3 separate regions of the Mus musculus genome follow, and regions 2 and 3 are each linked to region 1. The links are chromatin contacts, called in public HiChIP or PLAC-seq maps. All regions are on one chromosome and are shown on one strand. Each heading gives the region's core, a stretch centred on a gene start, on an enhancer-like site or on the middle of the called end of the contact. The rest is flanking DNA. Distances are from core to core; before and after follow the strand shown. Region 1 holds the start of Skiv2l (superkiller viralicidic activity 2-like (S. cerevisiae)). Region 2 holds the start of Psors1c2 (psoriasis susceptibility 1 candidate 2 (human)). Region 3 holds the start of Kifc1 (kinesin family member C1).

Evidence for each region. HiChIP or PLAC-seq counts read pairs in DNA pulled down with a chosen protein or histone mark.
Region 2: a contact with region 1 is called in an H3K27ac HiChIP or PLAC-seq map of double positive thymocytes, with 2.7 times the contacts expected there. The contact joins the promoter of Psors1c2 here to the promoter of Skiv2l in region 1. A contact is called at or near these places in 1 of 39 promoter capture datasets (erythroid cells) and 1 of 115 datasets of contacts at active chromatin or transcription factors (double positive thymocytes).
Region 3: an H3K4me3 HiChIP or PLAC-seq map of bone marrow-derived macrophages shows a contact between it and region 1, with 6 times the contacts expected there. The contact joins the promoter of Kifc1 here to the promoter of Skiv2l in region 1. A contact is called at or near these places in 2 of 115 datasets of contacts at active chromatin or transcription factors (astrocytes and bone marrow-derived macrophages).

Annotation. Positions count from the first base shown.
Region 1 is chr17:34,848,913-34,851,612 of GRCm38.p6, forward strand. It overlaps Skiv2l (superkiller viralicidic activity 2-like (S. cerevisiae)), which reads right to left and starts at 1,292. Exons shown (of 28, transcript NM_021337.2): 1 at 1,222-1,292; 2 at 984-1,087. The coding sequence starts at 1,243. It overlaps Nelfe (negative elongation factor complex member E, Rdbp), which reads left to right and starts at 1,479. Exons shown (of 11, transcript NM_001045863.1): 1 at 1,479-1,676; 2 at 1,999-2,081. The coding sequence starts at 2,007.
Region 2 is chr17:35,531,800-35,534,499 of GRCm38.p6, forward strand. Psors1c2 (psoriasis susceptibility 1 candidate 2 (human)) reads left to right here and starts at 1,402. Exons shown (of 2, transcript NM_020576.2): 1 at 1,402-1,495; 2 at 2,100-2,700. The coding sequence starts at 1,441. The coding sequence ends at 2,452.
Region 3 is chr17:33,889,248-33,891,947 of GRCm38.p6, forward strand. It overlaps Kifc1 (kinesin family member C1), which reads right to left and starts at 1,386. Exons shown (of 11, transcript NM_001195298.1): 1 at 1,231-1,386. The coding sequence starts at 1,248.

The DNA of each region.
Region 1 (2,700 bases), core at 42-2,541:
TGACAAGCATGAGCTACCAACACCTGACTATCATGCAGAGCCAGGGATCAAAACCAGGGCTTTGTGTATGCTGAGCAAGCGCTATACCAAGTGAGCTATGTGCTCAACTGAGAATTCGCATTTTAGAATTCTTATTATTTGTAGTAGTATGTGTTAGTATGTATAGGTCTGTGTGTAATGGGTGGACATGGGTACACGCATGCACACATGGCAGTCAGAAGACCACATTGTGGAGCTGGCTCTCTCGCTGCCTTTACGTGTGTCTCATCAGACTTGCATGGGCAAGCGCTTTAATAGGCTAAGCCAGTGATTCTCAACCTTCTCAAATGCTGCCACCTTTTAATGCACCGGTTCTCCTGTTGTGCTGACCACAACCGAAAAATAATTGTGTTGCTACTTATTAACTGTAATTCTGTTACTGTTATGAATCTTAATGTAAATGTCTGGTGTGCAGGATATCTGATATGTGATGTGACCCCTGTCAAAGGGTCATTCCACCCTCAAATGGGTAGTGAATCAAAGGTGGAGAATCTCTGGGCTAATAAGTCATTCTGCCAGTCTTAAATTTTCTGCTTCTTTTCTTTCTGTTTTGGGGATGAGATCTCACTACATAGCCCTGGCTGGCCTAGAACTTGGTATGTAGATCAAACTGGCCTCCAATTCAAGAGATCTGCCTGCCTCCACCTCCCAAGTGCTGGGAATAAGGGTGTGAGCCACGCCAGGCTTCAGTTTAAAAGAGCCAAGTGCTCTGAGCTATGCAGAGAGAAGGAACCTCCTAGGAGGAAAGATACAGGTGAAGGGGCAGCTCTGAGAGCTCGCGTCTCCAGCACTCCCCGCTCCGACCTACTGGAGTTCCAGTAGAGTGGGATCTGTCCAGCATGAGCCGGAGGCCAAGATGACAGTGTCAAGCTACATCCTCCTGTGAGCAGGGTGGAATTTCTTTTAGGCTCATAGGTCAAAGGTGAGGGTCAAAAGTCACTCACAGTGCTCTCTGGAGGCCCTGGCACGTTCAGCAGCTCCCAACGGCCAGTGCACCCCACTTCCAGAGCTCGAAGGGGTAAGTTCAGGGGATCTAGGGGAGGCAGAACTACAAGGGAAAGGTCACAGGTTAAAAGCCACAAGTCATTCCTGTCTACTAACTAGTCCTTTCCGCGGACCCCCCTCCCTCCCCTCCCCTCCTCTCCTCTCCTCTCCCGTCCACTCTCCTCCCCTCCCCCTCACCGAGTCGCTCCGTCTCCATCATCCTGGAGCCGCGGCAGCTCCCGAGCAGCCCGGAAACTCAGAGTAACCACGGAGCCGGCCCCGCCCCGAGAAGGGCGGAAGTTGAAATTACTTCCGACACGCCCCCTCCTCCACCACTCCCCGCCGGGAGCGTGGGCGAGAGCGGCGCCGAAGCCTGACTCGGAGCCGGGCAAGGCCGGGCGGAAGTCACTGCGACTCGCCGCCTTGGTTACCGCGTGTCCCGCCCCTTTACGTCATCGCCGCGAGCCAGCGCGCAGTAGCCCGCGCGGCGGCGCCGGAGACCGCGGGCCCGGGCGCCGCCCCCTCAGGTGAGGGCTTCGTCTCACATCTTTCGCGCCTTCCCCGCGCGGCCCCTGGTTCTTCTTCCTCCTCCTCTGGTTGCCCAGATAGCGCTACGCGGGCCCGGCCGCCTTCTCTGCCCATCGGACCCCGAGGTTGGCTGACCTAACCCCATTGGGCATGGGGGTCGGGAGCCATCGCCTTGGCGTCGCAGGGAGTGCTTTCCCTTCTCCGGGCTGAGGTACCCCAAGGCTCTAGTGTCTGGACCTTGGACATAGGCGGGAATGCCGGTTGATTACCATAAACAGGAGGCTGGACAAGCAGCCTCGGAGGAACGAGGGGTTAGGGAAAGGCCAGAGGCTGGAGTAGGCGGGCCTGGAGGTTGGGGTGCATACAGGATGGACGCAAGTTGGACGACGTGTGAATTTTGAATGGTGACAGTAGAGAATGATGTCTTGGGTTCTGCCCTTGAACCAGGAGCCAACATGTTGGTGATACCTCCGGGGCTGAGTGAAGAGGAAGAGGCACTGCAGAAGAAGTTCAACAAACTCAAGAAGAAGGTAGGAGTTAGTTAAGCGTGGTGGCCCGGCTTCTCCAGACTCTGGGGACACCTGGGCTGACTGTAAGGCCATGGGAGTCCTCCTGCCTCCTACCGGAAGGGGACCTCTCAGTGGAGCTTTGGCAGCATCGTCCAGTCTTATTTGAACCCTCCCTCTTCTCTGGTCATCCCCAATGGAATTATCATCGTCCCTGTGGCTTCAGTACCACCCAGAGCCTTGTGAACCATCAAATGCCCAAGTAAATGTGCTCCTCCTGTCTGCTCTACCTCCCTCCCTTCGCTTTTAGATAACCAACTGCATTTAATAGGCCTTAAAATCTCTCATCTCTGACACACCACTCCACCTCAGACAGGGTCTCACACTTAGCCCAGGCTGGATTGAAAATATGTGGCTTTGGGTAGCCTGGAATGGCTCTGCCTCACCTCTGGCTTCTGTACTATTTACACAGCAAAACATTTGTCAAGTCTGTCGATGGTTTCTAAGTTCCTCTTCCACTTTGTCCCCTACCACTACCCCTGGCAAGGATCTCAGTATGTGGCCGGGTTGGGTGGGTTGTTTTGTTTTGTTTTGTTTTGTTTTTTCAACTCCTGGGCTCCTGGTATCTTCCTCCCTAAGCTTC
Region 2 (2,700 bases), core at 152-2,651, 680 kb after region 1:
GGCAGGGGCAGGGCACAGTTCCAGACTGTGATGGACGGCAGGGGGTTCCTGGCAGGGGCAGGGCACAGTTCCAGACTGTGATGGACGGCAGGGGGTTCCTGGCAGGGGCAGGGCACAGTTCCAGAAGGGCTTTGGGATGGACTGGAGAGATGGCTAAGTGGTCCTAAGCACTGGCTGCTCTTCCGGAGGATCTAGATTAAAATCTTAACAACCACATGGAGTCGAACAACTGTTTATAACTCCAGTTCTGGTGGATTCAATGCCTTCTGACCTCCCTGTGCATCACTTGTATGTAAAACACTCACATTTTCTTTTTCTTTTCTTTTCTTTTTTTTTTTTTTTTTTTTTTTTTGGTTTTTAAGACAGGGTTTCTCTGTGTAGCCCTGGCTGTCCTGGACCTCACTCTGTAGACCAGAAAGAAAGGAAAGAAGAAAAAAAATCTGTGTGTGAGAGGAGGGAGGAAGAGTAACAATGGGTTAAAACCTTGGGAGCCTGAGGGAGATGGTCCAGGATCAAGATGGATGCTCTGGGGCCAGGGCTATCAAGTGGAAACCAAGTTTCCCTGATCAGCCATAAGTAGAATCCCAAACCGACCAGGTGGGGACAGATGTGTGGGGATTGGAGCTGTAGTCCAGACACTCTCAAGCCTTCTGAAGCAATCTCTCTTGGTGGTGGTGGTGGTGGTGGTGGGTGTGTCTTAAGGACCCTGATGCTCAGGGCCATCCTGAAGAAGGAAGATTTCTAGGGTTACAAGGGCAGGGGTGGGGGAGGGGAGCTCTTCCTGAGTCTTTGGTGTTGATGCAGTCACCTCTGCATGGGGTCAGGAACCAGGATATCCTGGCTTCCCGCGTCACCCAGGTGGCTCCCCCTGGAATTCCTTAGATGTCACTGCCTGGGAAGTTCCCAGTGACTGACTGAGGTGACATGCCAGAGAGCATGGTCCAGAGGGGAGTGGGGGGACGGAGCTCCGAGGCTGAGATGCCAGTCTAGAGGGTGCTTTCTGACCCAGGCGTCCCGCCTCTGCCTCTAATTACCAAGCTTCCCCACGCGAGGTTTGCCCCCATTTTGTGGCTTCCAATAACTATCACGGATGAAAGGTAGCCTTCCTTGTGATTATAAAGATGACAGGTGGGTCCTGATTCCTGCCGGGTGTGGATGGAGGAGGTGTGAAAACAAGGGTGGAGCCTCCTGGGGTCTGGGTCACTGATAGACCCGGCTGCCCCCGGCCCCCGGGACTGGGGGACAGAAAAGAGGGATGCTTACTGGCAGGTTCTTTGTAAACGGGTTTGACCAGTTAGGCTCTGGTAGGGATTCCTTAGGGTGCTGAGCTGGCCCCTCCCCACAGACTGGCCACCCCCTCTACCTCCTCTGCTATAAAGCCTCTTAGGTTCTCAAGCACCTAGACTCGGAGCACCCCGCCTTGGGGGCCAGTAGACAGCCATGATGCTCACCTGGAAGCTGCTAGGCCTGCTGGTCCTTTGCCTGTGTGCAGGAGGTGAGTCGTCAGAATAGGCCAGGAGCACAGCTGGGGTGATGGAGATGGTCGAAATGACCCACCCTTAGGGAGGGGACGCCCCCAGGAGGAAAGGAGTAAGAGGAACGCAGAGCAGAAGGGATTCTTGGAGTGTCCTTAGTGGGGAAGCTCAGGGGATTGCAGGCAGGGGCACCTTGATTCTGAATATGTTGCTGGGTCAGGTGGAGGGATGCGATAGAGTTGTGTGGAGTCACCAGGCCTAGGGAGTCACTGGGACTGAGGGCTGGTTATTACAGAGATGGCGCCTGAGTGACAGGTGGGGCCAAGACCACTTCCAGTGCAGACCACCCTGGGGGAGGTTCCAGTGGAGTATCCCAACCAAGGTTGAACAGAGAACCATTTGGAAGTATGATCGTGTCAGTGGTCCGGATGAGCCTAGGGCTTTCACACCGTGTGAAGATGGCCTCAGTGTTTGGGAAATGTATGGAGAGCACTTTGGGGGTCACTCTGAGATCTGTTTTGGGGCTCAGGCTGTGCTAGTCTAAGTGAGGCTCAACCTTTGGGTATGAAGCTGGGTGGGAAGTGTTCTGCGACTGTATCTCTTATTCTCCTTCCTCCTCTACAGGCATTTCAGGCAATGGCGACCCTTCTCCCGGATCTACAGACACCCACGAAGAGGAGGACTCCCCACCATTGCCTCTGGGACCCCCAATCCCTGGTGATCCCTGGCCTGGGGCGCCTCCTTTGTTTGATGAACCTCCGCCTCCAGGCTCCAACCGTCCCTGGAGAGATCTTCCTGACAGTGGTGCCTGGCCCCCAAAGCCCCCAAGCACTGATCCCCCTAAACCTCCTCTGCCTGATGACCCCTGGCCAGCAGGAACCCAGCCCCCAGAAAACCCCTGGCCTCCTGCCCCTGAGATGGACCATGAATCTCAGGAGGAGCCAGACCTTGACCCACCCCAGGAAGAGTATAGATAGGGGACCCTAGGGAACGTGAGCCTCCACAGAGCACACCAAAGCCCACCTTTTTCATTGGCTGCCCGCTTAGAATCTCAATTTTCCCTAATCCCTTAGTTCCCTTCCTCAGTCTCTGTTTGAATTGTGTTCTATGTTGGAAGTGTCTATGCTCTGCAACCCCCCCTCCCTCCACTTTGTGGTCCCTGTTCAGTCATTATGTTGTCCCTTCGCTTCTCTTGATCAGCAGAAAGCACACTCCTACCTCACTC
Region 3 (2,700 bases), core at 136-2,635, 960 kb before region 1:
CAGCTTCAGGTTACTAGGTCAAATTTATATTGGTTTTTTTTTTTTTTTTTGAGACAATGTATCACTGGCCTGAATCTCCAAGCTCTGGTCTGAGCCTCCACACAGGTGACCTCAGGTGCACAACTGACTTCAGGATGGTTCGTTGCTTTTGGTTCAGGGGACTATAGACCCAGGTGTTTCTTGGATGCTCGCCTAGCACTGCACCACAGACCTCTTCCTTCCAGTTTTAACTCTCCATACCTTAGTTAATGTTGTTCCTCCTAGCTTTCTTCTTCCCCTTCCATCTGCTTGAACCTTTACTGTCCTTCACTCCCTCCCAATAGAGATACAAATTGTATTATGTCTGTCTCCCCAGGGAGTGTCAGCTCACTGGTAGCTAGGACTCCTGTCTCCTACATAAGTACAGCTGTGCAGGGCCAGAAGATGCTTGGCAAATACTGCAGGAACAAATCTGAGAAAAACTATTTTACTTTTTAACTGTCACCTGTCACAGTGCAGTGCTCTCCCTTTTGGCTGTGAGTATACCAGAAAGTCTCTTCAAGCTGAACACCGACTGTGAGTCAGTCTAGACTGAAATGCTGGTAAACAAAGAATGCAGGCCGGTCTTTCCTGACACCAGAGAGATCAGTCCATTAATTGCCACACACATACGCCTCAGATGCTTGTGGTGAAGAAGGGCACCCCCATAAACTAGTCAGCAGTCCAAATGAGCAAAAGGAAGAGGCAGGCGAGGGAATAAGGATCCTCTGGGCCGATGCCCCCATTTCTCCTCTCCCCTTCCTCTATCCCGATCCAGCAGCAACACAACAGGTCATCAGCAAGAAAGGTACTTTGCGGACAAGCGACAAGGCCTCTTTCAGAACCCTCGCTTCTCCCACAAGGCGATCTGTAAGAACTGAGAAGCACAAACATGTCGAATCCGCTTGAGAATTCGAAATGGGAAATGCTGGAGGGGGATAAGGGACACGGGATGGTCGCGCCTGCACGACTGGAATGGCGGGCCAACGTCGCTGCGACTGTCCTGGGACCTCGCCGTGTGTGTGTGTGTGTGTGTGTGTGTGTGTGTGTGTGTGTTGCCCTCACTGACTCGGCCGCTGGTGTCCTGGGCGCGAGGCGGTGCGACCCTCCCCTGCAGGACGGCTTGCCCCGACCTGTCCCCGGGACGCGGGTCTCCGGGCGGCCGGCCTGCGTCCTCCGATCTTGGCGCGAGGTCGTCTCCGCCGCACTCACCTGCGCCTGCACGTCCATGGTGGTCCGCACAGAAAGGGTGCAAAGGCAGCAGGCAGGACGATGAGACCCGCGTCCTCTCAAGGGCTCGCGCCGCAAAACGCCGAAGCCAGGCTGTCCAGGAGCCAGGCCAATCAGCCACACCCGCCACTTTTGAATTTCAACCTCCGCGCAGTCAACGCACTTCAATCCGCAGAGGCCAATCCGCGCCGGCGCCGCGGTCGCGAGCCAATCACGGTGCCCTCCGCCTCCGGGGCCACGCCCCCTGAGTCGCGACTCTTCTAGTCCGCTAGAGCACCAGAACTAGACCCCTTGGATCCTACTTCCGGATCCGCTCTTCCTCTTTTCTCCCTCTCCCCCTCCCGAGCGCCGAGCGCGGCTTCCTGAGGTCTCTGGTTGCGTCAGAAGTGCGCTTGTGTGGAGGAGTGGCGTGGGGGAGGCAATACGCATGTGCCTGAGCGGGGTCGGGGCGGAGCGAGCGCCACCTAGCGGATACTGCTGAACTTGCACACCTCCTCGCCAACCCTGTAGACTGGAGACTGTTACACCGAGGTCGCTCTTGGTCCACTTTCTCAGGTCCGAAAAGTGGAAGCTGGTTGATGGCGCTGACCTGTCCTCAAAGAAGAAAAAGTGGAACCCATATCTGGAGATGTAATAAAGTCATAAATCTAGAGTAGGGCCGGGAGGATAGCAAACTGGTTATCCCTGAAACTCATATAATGTGGAAGGTGAGAACTAATTCGCCACAAAGTTTTCTGTGCCCCTCCTGCCTCCAATATTATATATTATACATAAACAATATGTATTATATACATAAACATATATCTTTACACATATAAATAATACCCAATAGTACGTATTATATATATAAGCATATATATATATATATATATATATATATATATAAAACACATAAATTACATATATATTTATTTTGTTTTTTCGAGATTGGGTTTCTCTGTGTAGCCCTGACTGTCTTGGAATTCTATTTGTAGAACAGGCTGGCCTTGAACTCAGAGATGCTAGGGCTACCCTGTGCCACCATGCCCAGGTCAATAAACAATCTTTTAGATTAAAAAATCAAAACAAAACTAGAAGCCAGGCTTGGTGGCACACGCCTTTAATCCCAGTTCCCAGTACTCAGAATGCAGAGGCAGACAGATCTCTTGAGTTCAAGGCCAACCAGGTCTACAAAGTAAATTCCAGGGCAGCCAGGCTCTGTAGAGAGACCCTGTCTTAAATAAATAAAGAAACACACACACACACATACATACATACATAACTGGATAAATAAATAGTATGTTTCTTTTTTTTTTTTTTTTTTTTTTGGTTTTTTGAGACAGGGTTTCTCTGTGTAGCCCTGGCTGTCCTGGAACTCACTCTGTAGACCAGGCTGGCCTCGAACTCAGAAATCTGCCTGCCTCTGCCTCCCGAGTGCTGGGATTAAAGGCGTGCGCAACCACACCCAGCAGT